2 separate regions of the Sus scrofa genome follow, and region 1 is linked to region 2. Evidence: chromatin contacts called from public HiChIP or PLAC-seq data. All regions are on one chromosome and are shown on one strand. The core of a region is the stretch at or near the end of the contact, and the rest is flanking DNA. Distances in the headings are between cores, read along the strand shown. Region 1 has its middle 65 kb from the start of GAREM1. Region 2 overlaps GAREM1 (GRB2-associated and regulator of MAPK protein 1).

What was found. HiChIP or PLAC-seq counts read pairs in DNA pulled down with a chosen protein or histone mark.
Region 1: an H3K27ac HiChIP or PLAC-seq map of skeletal muscle shows a contact between it and region 2, with 9 times the contacts expected there. The contact joins two enhancer-like sites. A contact is called at or near these places in 20 of 47 Hi-C or Micro-C datasets (alveolar macrophages, embryonic fibroblasts, epiblast stem cells and 12 more) and 1 of 2 datasets of contacts at active chromatin or transcription factors (skeletal muscle).

Annotation. Positions count from the first base shown.
Region 1 is chr6:116,387,165-116,392,419 of Sscrofa11.1, reverse strand. No RefSeq gene overlaps it. Among named protein-coding and RNA genes, the nearest start is that of GAREM1, 65 kb to the right of the region's middle. Within about 2 kb of position 2,224, at least 27 of the 83 cell types and tissues checked have an H3K27ac peak or open chromatin away from gene starts, as enhancers often do. A contact at or near this core is called in skeletal muscle, where this site is marked.
Region 2 is chr6:116,105,700-116,110,532 of Sscrofa11.1, reverse strand. GAREM1 (GRB2-associated and regulator of MAPK protein 1) reads left to right here. Exons shown (of 6, transcript XM_003482054.4): 5 at 2,873-3,039; 6 at 4,811-4,833. Among named protein-coding and RNA genes, the nearest start is that of MEP1B, 93 kb to the right of the region's middle. Within about 2 kb of position 1,767, at least 2 of the 83 cell types and tissues checked have an H3K27ac peak or open chromatin away from gene starts, as enhancers often do. A contact at or near this core is called in skeletal muscle, where this site is marked.

The DNA.
Region 1 (5,255 bases), core at 975-3,474, 280 kb before region 2:
CACTCATATAACCTTACCAAAACATATTCCAGTAGGAATAGTTATCTTCATTTTTATGAAAACATTAAAGCTCAGAGAGATTAAACATTTCCCTAACATCCATGGTTTGCTGAGGACAGACCCAGAATTTATCTCCAAGTCTGTTTCCAAAGCTCACTTTCTATCTCATCACAGATAGTGTTTTATGTGGAATTATTCATAAGAACAACTTGATGAGGTAGGTACCATGATCATTCCAATTTTATAGATGAGAAAAATTCAGCTTAGACAGGTTTAGGAACTTGTCCACAAATCCATTAAGTGTGTAAAAGAAGAGATTAAGACCCAGACAGTCTGACTTCAGCACTCTTAGTCACTTAATGAACTATCTCCGGAGAAACACTTTTAGAGAATCTCTATCATGATGAAGACAAAAGAAGAAACTTCCTTAGGCGTGCAAGGCACAAAATGTGATCATTAGAAGGAGAGAGAAAAAAGAAAAAGTCTCCACTAAACAAGGATTGGTCACTAGGGATTTCTGGCTCCTCCACAAATACATAGTGCAAATTATCCATTGTTATTGGCAGAAGTGTCCATTAACACATGGTCTCATTCCTCTTAACTGCGGCCCTGGTGAAAGCTTGCAGCTCCGGAGGAAAAGGGGAGGGTTCTGGAGTTGTATAAATAGGGAAATTGTGCAATGACCTATGTGGGTGGTGGTGAGGCTTTTAGCATCCAGTTCTTTGAGTCTTGAGATGAGCTTACTCATCCTCAATGTTCCGGGTCAGGGGAGAGCTCTGCCAAATGAAGGAATGAGCCATCCTTCATGCTCAAGGCCAGGGCCACTGACCCACCATCAGGAGGGCATGACACTGGAATTGCCAGTTCAGTAGTGGTGATGGATTTGCACTTGTCTCTCCGTGTGCATTTACAGGCTCCTCTGGCCCACTGTGAGCAATGACAAGGACCTCTGAGGGCACCAGGATTCAAGGGGCAGTGCTGTTGTGATATATGAGATTAGCAATGACCTCAGCTACCTTGGAGCCTAAGGCAAAGAGAATGAGCAGGGTCCCATGTAAACTAAACTGGGTGAATGCGTGACTCAATTTCTCTCTGGCTTTCTCTGTGTAATTAAGGAAGGAGATCAGAAACTATTACAGGAAACTGTATTTTTAATGTCTGCAACAGCTCTCGCTTCTAGGAATAAGATAAAACAGAGTCCAAGCAGAGTGCCCTGAGCCTAGTCTGAAACAAATTTTTCTTTTATGGATATGTGTTAGATTTATATGCCTCCAACTTCTGTGCTTTATTACAAGGCCATCCAGCCGGAATGTCCTCATAGAGAGACAGATGCAATATTTCCTCCTGGTGGGAGGTGAGGAGGCAGAAGAAGGGAGAGACAGCCTTATTATGCAAAGGAGCTATAATAAAGGCTGCTTTTCCCCACTGCAAGTGGCCCTTTGAGAAGATGAGTAGCGAAGGGGGGCCTGAAAAGGGCTTGATGCCTATTTATCTAATAAAACCTTGATTACAAGCAACAGGTGCACTGGCATATAAACTACCTTGGAGTCATCAAGAAATTCTAAAGAAAGCTGCATCAAATTGCAAATGCTATGACTTTCATCTAATGATAGGTATTAATTATACGGGGAAGATTGCAATAGGCCCATAAAATGGGTGTTTGCATCCTCATTATTCAGTATTTCATGCCATGATGATAAAGCAATAATGACAGAATAATAAACAAGCTTTTTATTTATTTACTTCCCTTACTGAAAACCAGACTTTGAAAGTCAAATCACAAAGTTTGGAGGAAGGGGGTAAAAGACTCCTAAGAACATCCACAAAGGATAAGCAGAGATGTCAGAGAAGAGAAAGGAAGAGATTAACCAATTGACAGGGGCGTGGGGGCGGGGGAGGACGCGTGTTTTGTTTTGTTTTGTTTTGTTTTCTAATAAACATGCTGCTGAAACGGTATCAGAATTAAATGGCAACTTTCCCTTGCTGGTCATAGTAGTGTTTTGTTTATGTGTTTTTCAACGTCCAAACCCTTGCAAAGAACAAGGTTTTCTTTTTGAGGTGACGTGGGCGTGGGGTGGGGGAGGGGTATACAATATTGACGAGGAATACATGAGGTCGGATGTCACGTACCCAGCGGCACCTGTCACTCTATGATTGCTATACGAGGGCCCAGTGACGAGCAGAGCCAGGCTATGGGAGATAGCAAGTGGGTGGGAAAGCACTGGAAGAGCTGAGATTGTCCGCAGGAGGAGGGAGGGCAGGAAGTGGTGGGTGGAGAGGCGGAACCGCGCAGGAGGCAAAGCAGTGAATAAACAAACCCACAAGCACGCGTGTGCCAGGAGACGGCGCAGATCCTTATCAAGACGATTTATTAAAGAGCATCTCATAAAAATTAAGGGCAATTGGGGGGGAAGATGCTGGGAAAGGCGCGGGGTGGGGGTAGTAGCAAAGACTGACTTCAGCTGGAATCCTAAAATCACCCTCTCAGAACAAACTGCCCAAAGTACCCTGTTTGGTTTAACCCAGCCTAACTCTCCGCATCCTCCTGTCATCCATCCAGCTTCCTGCCTACCGGCCTCTTCAGCGTTTCTCAGGGTTTTGAACCCCGCTCAGTTAATGTTTTGATAAATGTATTTTTCAAAACATTGGCAAGTCTTGATGGCTATGACTCAATTTTTTTTTTTTTGTCCTAATAGAGAGGATGAAGTAAAGACTGTTTTTCACTTCAAAGAAAAAATAAAATGATCTGATTATTTACCCACTCTCCGTTTTTCCTTGAATGCTCTCTCTGGAGACAAAGGCAAAAGAGTCATATTAGATGTTTGCAAATTATATTATTTGTGTAACAGATCCAATCTTATCTGGTGAATGATGTGAGCATGGAAAACCAAAGTGGAAAAGGTAGATGGAGGATGAATGTGGAAAGCCCTTTAGGTTAGATTCCACTAATTCGGAAATTGTGATAAATCTCAACTTGAGAAAATTTACCTTTCATTTATTTTTTGAAAATGGCAGGCAAATTAATAATGTAAAAAAAAAAAGTGGAAGAAAACACTTTTTTATCTACTGAAGCAAACAATACCTCATGTTGCCCCAATATCAACAACTATGCATGTCTAAGTCTCAAATGGGCAAAGCGTAGCCTATTTTTCATGAACATAATCATGAAACAAACCAGTGGTAGACCATTTTTTCTTTTTTAAAACTTGGACCATCAATCTTTTATTTATAGAACAAAATAAAAGTCAAGTTTGATAGAATTGTTTGTTAATTTCAAAGGATACTCTTGATTTATGTACAATAGGTATGCTGCTGTGCTCTGAGATTAAATTCACATTTAGCTTGTGGATACCTCATTCAGGAACCTGAAACACTATATTCCAAGGAAAAAAAAAAAACTTTATTCAGGAGATTCCCAAGTTCCCTGACTTTCAATTAGATGACTACATATAGATGCAAAGACTTACTCATCCTCTGGAACACTCACATGGAGTATTTTCAGAAAAATGGGTGTCAAGATGATTCAGGGTGGTTTTGGTTGAAGAGAAGCAACCAAAAGGACAGAGGTGTGACACTATGACATACCCTGCTCCATCTTCACACCTTAAATACCACACAGCAAAATCCTCCACATCACTGCTAAAACTTGTCACTCCTCTTCTCTATCTAAATTTCCCAGTCACCCACTGACTTATCTAGAGTCCAGAAGATATGAATAATAGTTAAATGCACCCCTGAGCTATCCCATATAGGAGAACTCAAGAAGGAAAGCAATGAGGTCCCACTCTACAGCACAGGGAACTATATCCAATCTCTTGGGATAGAACATGATGGAAGATAACATGAGAAAAAGATTGGGACACTTTGCTCTCTAGCAGAAACTGGCACAACACTGTAAATCAACTACATTTTAATCTAAAAATATTGTAAAAAAAATTTTTTTAAAAGAAGGGAAGTTAAGGTCCTATCTCTTCCCACAAAGTTTTGCCTTGACTCATTCACTTAAATTCACTGATTCAACTGTCTTATGAATACTTACTATCATTTACATAAATAGTAATTAGAGAATAAAAGATTTAGACTCCCTTTCCCTTAAGGCACATGTAGTCTGGAGGTTCTGGGTGTGGGGACAACAGTTGAAGCAAAGTTTGAACAGAAGCAACCATAACATAAGACAGACAGATGTAAGAAAGATGGCAAAACAGATATGCCTGTTTTCTTTTTTTTTTTTTTTAAGAAAGTGAAATCAGGGAGAGCAAGAGAAAATTACTTCTCTTTTGGGAATAGTTGATAAAGCCTTTAGACAAAATGGTGCTGGAGATAAATTTGCAAAATTACTTTCAACTTGAAATAAAAGTGAGCTAGCTCTCCAAGTGAGAGTAACGTGGTGAACAAGGAAATTGACATGAGAAACTGGATATATGGGGTGATGTTAAGATAGCGCTTTGAGATTTAGGTACATGAAGGAAAATATTAGCCTAGCCGGTGAGTTTGGAAAAGTAGACTATTCATGTAATAGACAGTTATCAAGAATCCATTATGTGCTGGACACTCTACTAAGTACCGGGTATAAAAATGGTCTAAAAACTTTTCTACCCAAAATGATCCCCTAGGCCAGCAGCATTGGTATCACTTGAGTTTTATTAGAAGTTAATCATTTCAGGGATGGACTGGAAAGTTTGGGGTTAGTAGAGGCAAACTATTACAATTAGAACGGATAGGCAATGAAGTCCTAGGATACAGCACTGAGAACTATATCCAATCTCTTGGGATAGAACATGATGGAAGATAATTTGAGAAAAAGAACATATATATATATATATATATGTATGACTGGGTCACTGTGCTGTACAGTAGAAATTGGCATAGCATTGTAAATCACCTATAATTTTAAAAATTCAAAAAAAAGAAATTAGTCATCTCATAATGCCATTTGCAGCAACACGGATGGACCTAGAGTTAATCATATTAAGTGAAGTAAGTCGGACCAAGAAAGACAAAGTGGTATCATATGATATCGCTTTCATGGGGAATCTAATGTCTGATACAAATGAACTTATTTACAAAACAGAATAGACTCACAGACATAGAAAACAAACTTGTTACCAAAGGGGAAAGGGGGGGACGGGGAGAGATAAATTAGGAGTTTGGGATTAGCAGATATAAACTATTACACATAAAATGGATAAACAGGGTCCTACAGTATAGCACAGAGAAATATAGTAAGACCCTATAATAAAGTATAATGGCTGGAG
Region 2 (4,833 bases), core at 518-3,017:
TAAAGGGTACAAGAGATAGGAAGTAAGACGGCGCTGTGACTTCTGAATCCCAATATGTCTCCGTGTCCCGAAAGCATATATAATGTTTCCCATAAAATGCAGTGAAATGACTTCATGCAAGCACCCACATCTGCAGCAGCTCCACGTTGGAAGTTAACCCATGGAGCTGAGTCTGCGGGGCCATCAGCTGTGCCCACCCACCCAGGGCCGCCCTCTAGCAGCTGCCGGCACAGCACAAGCCTTGTGCCTCCACAGCATTATAGCTGAATTCTGGTGTGATTTTTGTTTTGCTTTTAACTACCTTTCCTCCAAAGTGGATTTCAAATAAGTCTAGTTCTTTCCCATTAAAATCCCACAATGATACCCCAAACCACCCTGTCATCACAGCAGAAGGAAGTCTTTCCCTGGCTTTGTTTTAACATCTCCTCACTGACCACTTCCCATCTCCTAAGCGTAAGAATCTCTCTCTTTCAACACACACACCCCTTTGTTCTTTAACGCCTTTCAGGTGTCACCTGGCCATCTCAGTAGCTTTCCCTATTTCAGATGCTGCTTGGAGTTTAGCTGTAAACACACCCAGTCAGCCAAGCTCACTTCCAGACCTGTGACCTACACATGCTTCTTCCTACTGCTCCCACCCTGCTCACCTCTCACACTGAGAAACCTGTTAGGAAACTTTTCAGGACTTCCCAGTTATAGGAGGAGGAGGCAGAACCAGCTGTCAGGGACTTTCAGTGCGTGGAGTCAGAAGGAAAGGAAGAGAGTACTTCCCAAAGGTCCAATTCAGCTACAAAAGTGGCTGCTTTTCTGTATTCTGAGACCTAGGTCAGCTGATGATCCTAAATTAAAAGGTATAACATAATCCCCGTCTCTCAGCCTACTATAATTGACATCTAGGTAAGTAGTCCCTAATGAAATGCTGTATTTAATAACTAATTCCAAAACTGAGACATTTATAAATCAAATCCATCCTTAACCGTTTCTCTTCTGCTCCTCTCTAATCCAGTATTGAGAAGTGACTATTTTTGAAATTGAAAAGTTAACCCGCAGACTCCTTATCATCTCACGTTTTCCATGGTTCCTGTTACTTGAAGCACAAGCAGAACCAAGCACACCTATAAAAATTACACCCATCCATCCTGTATTCTAAAGATGTTCCCTAAGAAAGAAACACAGTTGACTGCTGTATAATTCACTAACTAGAGAAGGAAAATGACACAATATCTTAATCTTATTTTGTAACCAGTATATACTTGCCAAAACCAGGGAGTGGAGTGACCCAGCTAGAACTTTTCAGTGTCCTAGTTGGTCCTCAGCTTCTTAACATGACCCCAGAGTGAGGCAAGAGTACCCCTGGGCAGGCCTACAAGCCTCCCCCTCCTCCTCATCCAAACCTTATTTCCTCCACCATCACCTTTTTAAAAGCTCAAAAGCCTGCAGCTGTTGGAGAAGAAAATCTGCTCTGAATATTGTGTTTTAGCCTAAAGAGCTGCTCTAGATTTTTTTTTTTTAAAGGAAGAAAAAATTGTAGCTACTGGGTCCCAATCACCAGGGCGGGAGCAGTGATCTCCAGCCCCAGGAAAATATGCGATGGGGAGATTCTGAATGGCTTCTATTTCACTTGGAATTGTGGTTTGCCAGGCCACCCGGAGTCACCCAGATGACTGTTAACATCTGGTTTTCTCCCCACAAGTGACTCAGGCCTGGGAAGCCAGTTAGAGGCCCGGGGTGCAACACAGGTGGTAGAAGATGCAATGTAACGTGAGCCCACCTCATTGGGTCTGAAGCAAACTCATATCACGGCTAATGGGAGCTGCTGTTTCATTGTCTTCGTTGCCCCAGAGCCGCTGGGACAGAAAAGAATTGAAGACAAAAGCCCAAAAAAAAAAAAAAAAGAACAACAACAACAAAAAAAAATGTGGGAACAACATCCTAAAAGCCAGGCAGGGGTGTTTTTGACAAAGTCAGAATTGGATCCATTTTCACCTGTGTAGTTCAGAGTCAACTGGCTGAACCAAGTATAAACTGCCCCCTGCTGTCTGACACAGAGAAGTACATAAAATATCTGTTTCATTAAAAGTGATTTGTTATGGACACCTGCCATGAGTGGGTAACAGGCTGGGGTGAAGGCAGGTGGAGGATGTCACAGGGCACCTGCCTATTTTTCGGTATGAAGATGAAGGGAGGATGAGAGAGGTGGAGGTGGCTCCTATAAAAGGTACTGTTTCTGGGATTTGGAGCACTGCCTCATTACACTGCCTGCTGCCTCGTTTCTCAAAGAATGGATGGTCCATGGTCCAGCATCATCTGTATCACCCCAGAGTTTGTTAGAAACATAGGATCTCAGGCTGCACTCTAGGTCCCCTGATCACTGTATGCATGTAACAAGATCCCCAGGGGCTTTGTGTGCACATTTACCTGTGAGAAGTCCTGACATAACTTCAGAAAGAGCTTGTATACTAGACAGGATCTGCCATTCCCTAAGGTTTGGGTCAAACCAAATTTAGTTTCATCTGTGATTAAACACAACACCCCAGGAGAATTTCATCCTGTTGAGATCGTGATTGCTTACACCCTTATTTTCTTCCTGCCTCTGTTTTCTACATCCTCCCATGTCACCACCTCTTTGCTGTCGCTCATCCCTTGCTACATTCCAGCAGCATTTGCCAAACTGTTTCTTTCAAAATCAGTCAATTCTCATCTCTGGCAGCCTCCTGTCTCCCATCGTCCTTGTTTGCTCAGGTCTCTTCCCCACCGCCCCTTCCACCCCCACGGGTGTCATCACAAGAGCAGCTATTTGACCCTCCGGGAGGGAGCTGGCCCGATGCATTGTCCGTGTATCGCTAACCCCGCATGTTCTCTTCTGCGCCAGGTCAGGGAAGAATGCCGGCTCCTGAACGCCCCACCTGTTCCGCCCCGCAGCGCAAAGCCTCAGTCCACCAGCCCCTCCGTCCCTCCTCGCACAGCCAGGCCGGCGCGGCAGCAGACTCGGTCTCCCAGCCCCACCTTGTCCTACTATTCTTCAGGGCTGCACGACATGTAAGTCCTTCACCAGGTTCCTCTCATCCCGCCAGATCCCCGGTTCTCAAGAGCAGTGCCAAGGAGCCATCCCCTAGGCAGGGTGCTAGGAGAGGACATTTTCCTTTAAGAAGTTGGGTTTTTTGGTTTTCTAAACTGAAGAGCATGATGTGGCCCTCTTGGTTCTGAGCCAGGATGGAAGAGCCAGTGACCTAGGAAGATGCAGAATCTGTGAGGAACTCAGTGGGAAAGGCTGCCTCTGCTTCCTCCACTCCGTGTCACCCTCACACACGCAGACGGCACCTCCAGGGAACACCTGGATTTGCAGGGGTCCTGCGGTTCCCCACTCCGAATTTCCCACCCAGTGCAGGGGGTTCCCTTCCTGAGCATCACCGTCGTGCAGTCTTTCATCTGGATCCTTGCCGTGTGGCTCATTCCATGGTTGGCACACGCCCATGACTTTTTAGAACTCTTTATTCAGATCGAGTTAAAATCTATCTCTGTGGAACTTTCAGCTATTTCTTACGTCGAGAGAGACAGATGTAGGTCCAGCCCACTTCTCGTGGTCCCAGCGTATAAAACCGTGGGGTCAGCTATGATGCGAGTCTTCTCTTCTCCAAAAGAGACACCCCAGTTCCGCCAGATGTTCCCTGTCACCCACCTCTGAGCACACTGGTTTTCACAGTCGCTCTAAAGTTATGGCCCCAGAGAAGAATATGATCACTTGCGATGGTGACAGGTTAAAGTAGCTCTCTTTGGCAGGTGTTTTTTGTTCTCTGGACATTTAAATCTTTATGCCAATGTTACCCAGTTGCACAGAGACCAAGGCAAGCACAAGCATTTTATTCAAAGCATTTCTTCCAGCCTCAGACTCTTGGATGGAAATAGGGTTGTCAGTTATGCAGTCCTGTCACTGTAGCACAAGGGTGACAAGCATGAGACACTCACTTCTCTCATCTCATTCCATCCTCACCCACTGCAGATATCACTCATCAATCACAGCGCCTGTCAGTGACAATTTGTCATCTCTGCTGTAGTATATATTAAGTCCCTATCTTCATATCCATAATTACCTGTGTTTTAGTAATTTAAAGATTCTTTTGTTGGAGTTCCCTTTGTGGCTCAGTGGCTAATGAACCCGACTTGGAACCATGAGGATGCGAGTTAGATCCCTGGCCTCACTCAGTGGGTTAAGGATCCAGCGTTGCCATGAGCTGTGGTGTAGGTCGCACACCTGGCTCAGATGCCCTGTGGCTGTGGCTGTGGTGTAGGCTGGCAGCTGTAGCTCCGATTTGACCCCTAGCCTGGGAACTTCCACATGCCGCCGGTGTGGCCCTAAAAAAAAAAAGATTCTTTTGTTAAAAAAAACCAGCGAGGTTGGAGTTCCTGTTGTGACTGTGCAGTTTAAGAACCTGAATGTCCTTAAGGGTGTGCCTTTGATTCCTGGTCTTGGTCGGTGGGTTAAGGATCCAGTGTTGCCACGAGCTGCAGCATAAGTCAAATATGTGACTTGGATCCATTGTGACTGTGGCTATGACATAGGCCTCAGCTGCAACTCAATATTCAACCCCCTAGTCCAGGGACTTCTATATGCCCCAGGTGGGGCAGTTTAAAACAAACAAAAAACAAAAAAAAACAAGGTTAAGCAGGTTCTTTAGCAAATTCATAAATGATAAATATATTTGTTTCCTAACTACATTTTTCTACTCAGAAGTGACACCTATGGGATAAGGACGATTGGGGTATCTTATGTTCTCATGCATCTCCCTCTCTGTGTTTGGCTTTTAAGCAGCGTTACTAAAAGTGACACAAGCC